3 separate regions of the Zea mays genome follow, and all the other regions are linked to region 1. Evidence: chromatin contacts called from public Hi-C data. All regions are on one chromosome and are shown on one strand. The core of a region is the stretch at or near the end of the contact, and the rest is flanking DNA. Distances in the headings are between cores, read along the strand shown.

Region 1 (3,579 bases), core at 878-3,377:
AATACCTAGGAATGGATCCGGATGTCAGCCAAATATGATATAAAATATGTTATATAAACGTATATCCTTGTTTTTAGTATCGAGCTTATTAAGATTCATAAAACTTAAACCTTAAATTCGTTTTATATATTATTTAAATAATTGATATAAAATTTAGATGCAGATAGATTCAGATGTTCAGATATATTCAGATGCCCGTTCACCTTCTCCGTTGTATGGAGAAAATAATGCAAAAAATGTATAAAAAATATTCTTGTCTTCAACCTATGACCAAATTTATGCACATCTATGTTAAAGTATTAAATTTTTTATATAATTCGAATATTTAGGATTCATCCTATAAAGACAGCACATAAAGGGTTTTGCAATTTTCTGATGGCAAAGGCCAATCCAACAAGTGAAGGATCACATGCTTCCCTAACCTTTGTTTCACAATTAAGGGTCTGTTTGGCAAAGCTCCAGCTCCTGCTTCTTTAGCTCTAGATCTTGATCCTCGTGAGGAGCTGATCCTCCTGATTCTCCTAGAGAATCAGAATCATTTTTAAAACCGTTTGGCAAGTAAACTGATTCTTGTCTGCTGAGAGTTGGTAGTCTGTGACAATTGTCTGTTGTACCCTTTGCAGTTCAACTTTGTTACAAACCAATAAGTAGGATGCATATACGGAAAAAAATTATGAAACAATAACATATAAAATATTCCCATCATAGTAGTGCATAAAATGGTCTCAAATGTTTAATCCATAAATTGGCTCGTTATGTTTTTGTCCAATAGCAATTGCGGGTAATTTCGATCAAACTTTAAGTGGAAGTCCATATTTGGTTGGTTGAGGAGCTGTTTTAAGGGAAGGTGGAGCAGGTTTTTCTAGATCCCACATTTCTTCACAAAAACGACTCCCAATCTTTTAGTTCCACACGAGAATCAGTTTAAAAAAATACCCGTTTGGCACGGCTCCTCCAGATTCTCGCTTAGAATCAGGAGCTGGAGCTGTGCCAAACGGGCCCTAAGTTTGACAATAATATTTGTGGGAATGCATAGAAGCATATGAGAAGGTTAAGATTACTTTTGACAACAATACTTTATTGATTTATTTACTTAATTATCTTTTTTGCGATAAACTATATATACTTAACTAAACATAAACCATTTAAATATTTTGTTTGGATGGAGTAGCTAAAAAGGTGGATGAATTAGAGCTACAACGTTCCCGTTTTCTTAAGGATTTTACATAATCCGTTCGTGCAAATCTTACCGCGATCGTGATCATGACTGCAGAAAAAAGAATCAAGTGGCTTACCGAGGTCCGGACTGGCATGTTAGTACTGTTTTGGTCTCTGCTGCGAAAAGGAGGAAATGATTGAGCCCTAGGCCCTAGCTTTGCATTCTCCACATGGCGTATCCTTGGTCAAATCCAAAAGCATATCCGGCGTGTACCACGGGGATATGCCGACACTGCCGCTGCCAGATTGGGCTGGATCAGAGGTGAAGAACAAATGCCTTGCTGGATCGATGGGCCGTAGGCCACATAATCAATCCGTTTCCTACTACGGGCAACGCGGGCCCAAATAAATCACGCTGGTCCATTACTGGAGAAAGCACAGCACAGCACAGCACAGCCCAATAAAGTATCGACCCGCTGCAGGTGGGGAAGGAGGAGCGAATTTCATTAGGCCTTGTGTCGGATTGTACCCGGAATCGTTCCAACTAATAAAAATTTATATAAATTAGAGAAACAATCCGGTCAAGAATTGTTCTGATCCACCGATCCGACGCAAACGAACAATCCCTCAGTCAATCACGCCCGACGGAGACGGAAGCCTCAGTCAATCACGCCCGACGGAGACGGAGGAGTCGCGGAGGAGGACTGAGACGCGGACGGGAACATCGCCGCCGAGGTCTAACTCCAAGTGCGCCGGACGGGAGTGGACGAGGAGGAGGTGACTGGTGAGCGATTTGGGGTGGGCGGTGACGGGCGTCGCAGGTGCGCCTCACATGGTGCGCGATGGCGAAATGGGACGCTCCTGTCCGTTTGATCTGGGAGAATCGATCCGTCCCGTTTCTGGTGAGCGTATTCTCCTTTGGACGAACCCACGCCTTCAAATCACCTCTGCCGTCCCGTCACAACCTTCAAATCAAACTCACCTCTGCCGCCTGCCTCCTATCTTGAAGACGACGGGGAAGCGGTCATGGCGACGGCGGAGAACAAGAGGCCCAGGCTCAGCAGTGGAGCAGAGAAGAAGCCAAGTAGGAAGGAGGTCCTTCTCTTTTCTCTCCTGCGTCGACTTCCTTGTCTTCCTTTACCCCCATTGATAATGCATACTTGCGCCATTGGTTAATGCATATTTGCGCTTGCTATTGTGTATGGCCACAAAAAATCTACTAGTAGTGCTTATGGGCAGAACAGAAAAGCTCTCGTAGGTTTCTAATACTCATTTGTTCCGTTATACTGAGAGGCCTCTGCAGGATTTTATCTGGGGTACTACACTCATTCAGTGTTCGACAATGGGCCGAGAAGTGAGATAGCTGGAAATCGCTGCAAGTTCTTGAGGTCCCCAGGCTGGATAAATTTTCTGCATACGATCAAATAGTTCATTGGATGAAATGTAGGCTGTAGGGATAACTTTAACACACCCATTGACGCATCAACCAGGTTTACATGTTGTCCTGCTGAACTTGTGTCAATCATCTTTTGGTGTTGTTCTCTGCTTGGTGTTTGAATCTGTTTTTAAACAAAACTAATAGAGGTGCATAGGTATATTGGGGGCTCACACAGATAATTCTATTCTCGTGTGTAGATTTTGGAAAGGAAGAAGGCCACATATGAGCTTATAAGAAAAGCTGTAGCTGTGAAGGACCATCTAGCTCAATTATCTGATTTCCATAAATATCAGAGAAATGGTAACCTACATTGTCACATTATCACCCAAAACATCTAACGTTTTCCATGATTGAAACAAAATTTATCTTTAGAAGTCATGGAAGCAAATTCGATTGCAAAACCAGTCATTTGCAGTTGCAATTCAGCACAGTACTTGTTGCTTTTCAGTCTAGTGTGTGTTCTGTTGTTCTGGATGCTGAGTGATTCACATCAATCTTTTTTTTCCTGACTGGTCTTTCAGTGTACCTAGAGTCTGGAAGTGGTCATCAACTGAGAAAACCAATGAGGAAGTACATCCAAAATCTTCTTAAGGTTAGATGCATTTTATTGCACTGCATCCTGTTGTTAGCGCAGCATATTGCAAATCTGATGTGACTTGACAAATTTTAGGTTAACATGGAGGAACCTTATGGACCAGAATGGCTTTTAGAAGAGAAAGTTAAGCGTCGGGAGATGGTGGTCCCAGAAGCACGATATATATTTGTGAAGCAATATTCTAATGGGTTTATTACTGAAAGTTCCATGAAGGAAACGGAGGTGGAACATATGTGTGCAGTGTGTCCTGAAAGCTGCTTGCTTGGTTTTGTACACTATAGATTTGTTGTGGAAGAGGAGCTTCCTGTTCTTTATGTGTATGAGCTACAAATGGAGCCTTCTGCTCAGGGTAAGGGGCTGGGGAAGTTTATGATGCAGTTGATTGAAC
Region 2 (4,094 bases), core at 1,083-3,582, 190 kb after region 1:
TGGTTATCGATCCCGATATATACCATTATCGCATGTGCCCCACATTCACCAAGGATTTAATGCCGGTTCGTCTCTTTCCATTCCAGGGTTGCGTTGCAGTGCTGCGCCGGATCTGGGCGGGCAGAAATCCGGCCCGTTTGTAACAAGGCAAGGCGCAGGAAACGGAACCGGCGGCGTTGCGTGACGTTTTTTTTTTCTTTATTGTGTTTGATTTTACATGCCATTATAAAAATCTTGTTGACACTTGATAGAGATTGATCCAGCCATGTATCATCAAGGGCTAACAACACGGCCTAGGTTACAATTAACCTGTCACACACATAGCAAGCAACTCTAAGGGTTGATGAAAGGCGATGTAAAGACCGATTAGAACGATCCATTCTGTTATTGTACTTGGTTGAGGTCCTAAATTTCTGGCAAAGAATCTGGTTCCGCACGTTAGCACCATCATCATATATACTCCCGTAGTCTGGTATATGAACGCAACACAGAGCTGACAGCCTAACAGCCGTAGCCAGCACAAAAATACTAGTGCTGTGAAGCGCCATACGCAAACAGTAGAAGCGTGCTAGAACTAGAATTGAACTTGCCTGCTTGCGGGTGGCAGGAAAACTCAACCGGGCCTCTATATATGACTCCAGCTGTTCCCAGTATTCCCACCCAAACCCAAGAAAGGCAGCTAGGCCTGCACAAAATAAACCGAAATCAAATCGGAACCGAAATGGAATTGATCATTAGTAATTTGGGTTCCATGTTTTAAAAAAACCGAAATAACTAAATTAATTTCGGTTCTATACCTGAGAGAACCAAATTAACTGAGAAAACGAAATATAATAGAACCATAATTAGACCAATAGAATTTTAGCCTTGTTCCAATATAGTCTTTCCAAATACTAAGTATACAAGCACACAATTCCTCCAAAACAATCCATCCCAACTCCAATTCTTCGTTTGGTCATCTACGCACTTTTGCTAAAGCTCTAATGGTTAGTTAAAACTCAAATCCCTTTGGAATCACTGTCTTTTCCTGGATTGAGCGATCTCATGGGGTGTCATTTAAATAAGACATTTAGGTAGCGTTTGGTTCCAGAGCCCGTTGGAATAGAACGGCTCTGTACGAGGATTTTTGGGAGCCAAATGGTTCACCATTTTAGCATAACTTTCCATTTTCAGAACCACTCCTTTTTATATGGAATCAATCCAAACAACAACAAAAATGGAGTAAAGCGGCTCCATTCCACCATACTTCGGAACCAAACGATACCTTAGTTATTTATAGAAGACCTTTTTTCCACTGGGTTTAGCTCTCTTTACTTGCAAACTAGCCCTAAAATTATGTTGTTTTGCTATTTTTTTGGTGAACTTTGTCTGTTCGGTGAGAACCGAAAGAACCAAAACCGTGATTTTTGGTTCCACCCATCCTAGATATATATATTTTAGTTCTAGTTTTCTGTAGACTGAATTCTCTAAAAATCCAAGGAACTGAATCAAATGGAACACCTAACCTAAAGATATATCTCCAGCGACCTCTCTATTCCACCCTTGTCTCGCTCTATATATATATTTCAAACTATACAATGTAAAACAATTTTTCCTCGAAACGCAGAGTAGGCCAGGCCTCAAACCAAACGGGTGGGACCCATTTCAATACTCCTCCCGTTCTTAATTCGCATCAGTTTTTAATTACTCCACCCCGCCTACCGCTCCTCCGCCCCGTCGTCCCCCACTTCCGACGCGCAAAGGCAAAAAGCGCAGCGCAGCAACGCAGACCCAGGGAGCGAGAGCGAGGTCTCCGGTCAGACTGGCCGCAGCGCCGCACGCTACGGCGCGCGCTCGCTTGCATGCCGGCTACAGCGCACGCGCTATCGCCCGCAGCGCAGCACGCTATCGCGCACTCCACCGCGCGGGACTCTTCTCTCTCCCCTCAGCTGCAGCGCGCGCGCGCTCCCCCCTACCACTATTCCTGTGGGCCCGCCTTCAATTAATAGTAGAAGAAAATTGATAGTAGATGAAAAGTAGGTATAGAAAATGATATTTTATATTGTAGTGGGATATAGGGGGAGTATTTAGGGGAAACCACTGCGGGAGATGAAAAAGTTGGAGATACACTATTGATGATGTGACCCAGAAAAGTGATATAGGGGGGAAAAATTTAGAGGGAACCGCTGCGGATAGCCTCATACCCTGCTGCCGCCTGTCTCGGTCCACTCTCATCAGAGAGCGAGCGAGAGGGCGGGAGTTAAGGGTGGAAAGGAATTAATGGCGCCATCCAGCCCAGCCAGGAGGAACAAGCGGATGCCTTTGATCGATTCCACTGCACCACGCTTCTCTCCATTTCTTTCTGGCGAGAGAGAGCGAGACAGCGAGCGGGCGCCTCCCTCCTGAGCTGTAGTGTGCTGCTCCGTTTGGACCAGCGAGATTACTGCCGCGTATTGTACCTCCCTCCGCTACCACCACCACCACCACCTGCGTAGCAGCGAGGTTATGTAGCGCCTCGGAGGAGGAGCTAGCTGTAGCTAGACACCTCGTGGTACTAGTACTAGTAGAGCCGCCCGCTATATACCGCTAGGCCACTGGAGTAGCTTGCCAGGTCCAAGCAGCCAGCCCTCCCGGCCCGGATTGCGCTCGAAGCAAGCGGCCGCCCGAGGCGAGGCGTGCGCGCGCCGCGATGGACTTCGGCGACGACGTCATGGACGGCGGCTCCGACGCGCAGCGCCGCAAGAAGAGATACCACCGCCACACTCCGCGCCAGATTCAGCAGCTCGAGGCGTACGTGCACCCTGCTGGCCGGCAGGCCTGCGCCGATTTCCCCCTCCCTTCCGTCCTTATCTACTGGCTGGTTTGGTTAGCTAGCTGTACGTGTTTGCTCGTTTTGGCTGCTCTGCTCAAATGGCGGCGGCGTCTGTCTTGTCTGTGCCTGTGCGCGCCCGCAGGATGTTCAAGGAGTGCCCGCACCCGGACGAGAACCAGCGGATGCAGCTGAGCAGGGAGCTGGGGCTGGAGCCCCGGCAGATCAAGTTCTGGTTCCAGAACCGCCGGACGCAGATGAAGGTACAGTAAACCCGTCGTCCCGTGGCTGGCATCCTTCTCACGTTTCTTCATTATCTCCGTTGGTGTTGTCCTTCATTGGATTATTCGTGCTCCTGTTTGAATGACCGCCATTAACTTTGGTGTCGATTGTTTGTTTGGCCGCTGGATGGGGGGCGTACTACTGCAGGCGCAGCACGAGCGCCAGGACAACTGTTTCCTGCGCGCGGAGAACGACAAGATCCGGTGCGAGAACATCGCCATGCAGGAGGCGCTCCGGAACGTCATCTGCCCCACCTGCGGCGGCCCGCCCGTCGCCGACGACCATTTTGACGAGCAGAAGCTGCGCATGGAGAACGCGCGACTCAAAGAAGAGGCAAGCCGTTTCGCGTTCACCATTGCGCTTGCGCCCGGTCCGGCCTCTCTCGACGGGCCCGCCATTTTACCGCGCTCTAGTTTCACATTCACAAGCGGCGACGTGGCACGCGTTTCATGTGTGATGTGATGTGCAGCTTGACCGGGTGTCCAGCCTGACGTCCAAGTACCTGGGGCGGCCCATCACGCAGCTGCCGTCGGCGCAGGCGCTGTCCATGTCGTCGCTGGACCTGTCCGTCGGCGGGCTCGGCGGCCCGTCGCTGGACCTCGACCTCCTCAGCGGCGGCTCCTCGGGGTATCCCCCGTTCCACCTCCTCCCGATGGCGGTGTCGGAGATGGAGCGGCCCATGATGGCCGAGATGGCGACGCGCGCCATGGACGAGCTCATCAGGATGGCGCAGGCCGGCGAGCACCTGTGGGTCAAGACGGGCGGCCGCGAGGTGCTCAATGTCGACACGTACGACAGCATCTTCGCCAAGCCCGACGGCTCGTTCCGCGGCCCGGACGTGCACGTCGAGGGCTCCCGCGAGACGGGGCTCGTCTTCATGAGCGCCATCGGCCTCGTCGACATGTTCATGGACTCGGTAAAGTTCAGGGCTGCAATTAATAGGAGTAAAATATATATAGCACTATTTACATACGGTTCGCACCTACCACCACGTCGTCGTAAATCGTGACGTGCACGGTCGTCA
Region 3 (3,833 bases), core at 690-3,189, 250 kb after region 1:
GGATTAGGCTAGCGACCTCCCCAGTTAGTTGCCTGTGGTGGGTTTATTTACGTTGGCTACATTTATATCATGTGCACTTTGATATATATTATGTTAATGAGACTTAAGTCTGTAATAATTTTACTTACTCTTTGTGATTATTCGAAGCATTGTGCTATGATGAGTCATTTATGTAATCACTGTATATGTGAGTTCTGATCATGACACGTACATGGTTCGCATTCGGTTTGTGTTGGGGAATTGTTCTCAAATGCTATGAGTTAAGAACAAGTCAACACAGAATGTTAAAGGTTAATGCCCTTCGTCTTTCGAAGCATTATCTCCTTTAGGATATAATGATCTTCAGACGAAGTAATGATGACAGATGAGGTTATCTCCGACATAATGATCCTTATGAATCACACGTCGAGGGATACTGGAACGTCTACGCCTATGACGTGCAGCCTCAATGGAGACGGTAAGAAGGGTGGCAAGTATAAGTGTGTTGTCGTCACTATCACTCGAATCAGAATCATCGTCCCTACGCAAAGGCGACATAACGCACAAAGGCTTGTTAGCTTGAGTTGAGGAGCAGGATGTGCACATAAATGGGAAGAGCATGTACGTATATATATGCGAGATGGAGGTAGCTTGTGTCGCTAGCTCGTGTCTTGCACTGGAAGCCTGATGTGTCTTGCTGTATACGGTTGTCGACCGGGTGCTTGCAAGGAAAGCTTGGTCGGATATTCATGTCATAGTTCAATCGTGCAGAAATATTCGGTGCACAACAAATTCGTAAACATATAAATGTACACAATGTTTAAGAAAAATCTGGACGACCCAAAATAATTAAGTAGTTATTCAATTTCGAAATTACATTAAACTTAATTTGAGGCATTATGGTCTGCACAATTTTTAATGGACATTTAATTTGTACTTAGGATTTTTTTTTAAAATGAACATGTCACGTGTAGAAAAAAGAATGGAAAAATAAGTTGGTTATGGTAGTTGGATTGATACATATATTTTATGTGTAAAGGGATATATAGGGAAATTTAGACTGTCCACACGAGTTGCCGCTCTGGCTCCCTCTCCCCTTGTATGCCAGCTGCAAGAGACCCCCACACGCGCATCGCTTGTCCCTGTAGAGCCCCCTAGTGAGCGGAGCGCTTCTCTCTCCCTCCATTCTTGGCGTGTCACTGTTCACGCGCACTAACACTGTTTGATATTGTAGCTGTGGGCCCGCGATTGATTGTCAGTAGATGAAAAATTGATAGTGAATGAAAAGTAGGTATAGAAAATGATATTTTATGGTTGTAGTGGGGTATAGAGAAAGATTTAGGGAGAATCGCTGCGGGAGATGAAAAGCAGGGGATGTAATGTTGATGATGTAACCAAAAAAATGATATAGGGAGAAAAATTTAGGAAAACCGCTGCAGATAGCCTTATAGGAAGAACCATTGCACAAAGAGTGAATATAGGAGAGAATCTTATTAATGTGACTGCATAAGAGCAACTCCAAAAGAAAATGGAAAAAAATTCCTTAAAAACTGATTATGAGGGACATACACAAACATTTACAGGTGTGAAACAAGGTGATCCTCCAACAATTCCCTCAAAATAAAAAACTAAAAACCAAACTAGGCCAAATTTTAAAAATTGCTGGGCCATTTCGCCTAAATTGCTGGTCCATTTCATTTCATGCATGTCGCTGGCACTTTTATTTGTGTTGCATGTCGCACAGACTCGCCCGTTGCGCAGGATTGGGGGAGAAATCTATTCACTCATATTTGCGGGATGCTTAGCTTCGTTTCTGGGACGCGGAAAATTATGGACAGTTATTGGAGTTCTGTTGGAGTAATAAAAACTGAGTTTCACCTTTAAACAAAAGTTTTGGGAGCTTTTGAGTCGTTACTTGGAAATGCTCTAATAGCATTTAGGGATAAAAATTTACAGGAAACGCTGCGCACAGTCTCATTGCTTATTCCCCCGCCACCCCCGCCCAAAAAAGAAAAAGAAAAAAAACACCCTCCCTTCTCCTTGCTTGTCAGCTCGCACCCATGGAACCCTCGTCGCCGGCCACCACGGCCACCTTCCCTGCTGCCGTAGAAGAACATGAGACGTACCCTCCCATGGTGTCATCCTCTCTATTCCCACTTTTCCCCTTCGCCGCCTCCACCTCCTCTGCTCCCCCCGCCGAATCCCAATGGCTTTCAAACCCTAGCTTCTCCTTCGATGCCTCCTCCCTGAACATCCCGGCTACCACCTCATCGTCGCTCCCGTCGCCGCAGAGCCACTCGTCCGATGAGGACACGCCGCTGCAGGCCGCTCCTGCGAAATACGAGCTGGTGCCTTCTTCGCCGTCCTCCGACGAGGAGAGGGGGTCGCGGAGGAAGAGAAGTGGGAGGAGGAAACGGAAGCGCGAGAAGGAGCGCTATGATGGGGCAGCGACATCGCGGAAGGCTGGGATTCGTGCCTGGGCTGGATTGGAGACGAAGCCAGCCAAGGATTACTATGTCGACGCGAAGGGCGACCATGATAACCTGGCTTTTGGATCCCTCTACAGGTCTGATCATGAAGTATTTGATGTAGCATGCCAATCCAATTGCTCGTAGTAAATCTATGTTGCTGCATTCATGTTTAATAATTTTGCTGTGCTATTAGTTTGTTGAAGTTGTTTATTCGTAGCGTGATGACTTGTGCAGAAATTTTAGTGTGAATCAAAGGTCTCAGCATCAGTATTATTTCAAAATGTCACACTAAGCAGAGACCTGCTCCAGGCTAACCAAGTTGTCTGAAATCCTAGGCCTAGTTATTTGTACACAAGATTCTAAAATATTCTCCACTAAACCCAGAATATATGTTGCTAAATGCAGGGTTGGATTAGCATTTTGAATATATTTATGTGTTAACCATGGTTCATTCTATGCAACCTTTGCCCATTCTGTACTTGTATTTGATACATCTAGAATGTTCTAATATCAGACTATTCCAAAGGCTAGTGAATCAACATAATAGTATGATGCACCGTGTCTTGATCGTCGGTAACACTACAACATGTTTATATGAAGTAACTGAGCTTCAAATTGTACCACAGCACAATATTATACGAATACTGTAAACTATGTTTAAATTACTCCCTCCAAGCAAATACTTGAGGTTTTGGGCAATGGCACAGACTCCATACATAGCTTTCACCACTATTTTCTATTAAAGTATAAATGGACTTGTAAAAAAAATTTGATCTTCAAAAGTTTGAACTAGATACTTAAAAGTTATTTGTAGTCAACGTTTTGAAACTTTGATTCAAACCTTCTCAAAACATCGAGTATGGGCAAACTATAGGGAGTACTGCAACAATTGATTTGACCAACCTTAACACTAATGTATAATTAGCTATTGTTTTCTATAGATGTCAGAAAATAGCATAAATTTAGCTACTGACATAGTGACATTTCAGTTTTTTATATAGACCTGCTACTTTCTATCTCCAACTAATGCACTGAATTCTCATTTCTAGTCTATTTTAACACAAAGTAGGCGTTACAATCTTCAAAAAATCACTATATCATTGAACCCCATTTGGTTGAGAAATATGCATTGCCATAGTTGGAATTGTTAGCACCAATGAGGGCAAATGTATAGCATGAATTCCAATAAAGCATGCAATATTTTGACTATCACCAAGCTACAAAAGTTTGTGTATTCATTTCATGGCTTGGTTAGAATATCATTACTTACCTATGACTAATAACTATTACTGGATCTTAAATCTTCTGTAATTCTGTTTCAGTCTTGTTTACTTGGACTTGTTTTGTCAGCACATCTTAACATGCTGTTCCCTGAAAAGTGAA

Evidence for each region. A called contact is a pair of places that touch in the nucleus more often than the background predicts.
Region 2: a Hi-C map of ear shows a contact between it and region 1, with 2.4 times the contacts expected there. The contact joins the promoter of LOC100502181 here to the promoter of LOC100283323 in region 1. A contact is called at or near these places in 3 of 25 Hi-C or Micro-C datasets (ear, leaf and leaf mesophyll).
Region 3: a Hi-C map of ear shows a contact between it and region 1, with 2.2 times the contacts expected there. The contact joins the promoter of LOC100274011 here to the promoter of LOC100283323 in region 1. A contact is called at or near these places in 4 of 25 Hi-C or Micro-C datasets (ear, leaf and tassel).

The regions. Positions count from the first base shown.
Region 1 is chr5:219,308,385-219,311,963 of Zm-B73-REFERENCE-NAM-5.0, forward strand. It overlaps LOC100283323 (N-acetyltransferase), which reads left to right and starts at 2,128. Exons shown (of 8, transcript NM_001156225.1): 1 at 2,128-2,253; 2 at 2,794-2,896; 3 at 3,118-3,188; 4 at 3,267-3,579. The coding sequence starts at 2,185.
Region 2 is chr5:219,503,015-219,507,108 of Zm-B73-REFERENCE-NAM-5.0, forward strand. It overlaps LOC100502181, which reads left to right and starts at 2,333. Exons shown (of 10, transcript NM_001323626.1): 1 at 2,333-2,769; 2 at 2,934-3,051; 3 at 3,218-3,403; 4 at 3,540-3,986. The coding sequence starts at 2,669.
Region 3 is chr5:219,561,941-219,565,773 of Zm-B73-REFERENCE-NAM-5.0, forward strand. LOC100274011 reads left to right here and starts at 1,940. Exons shown (of 14, transcript XM_023302428.2): 1 at 1,940-2,545. The coding sequence starts at 2,040.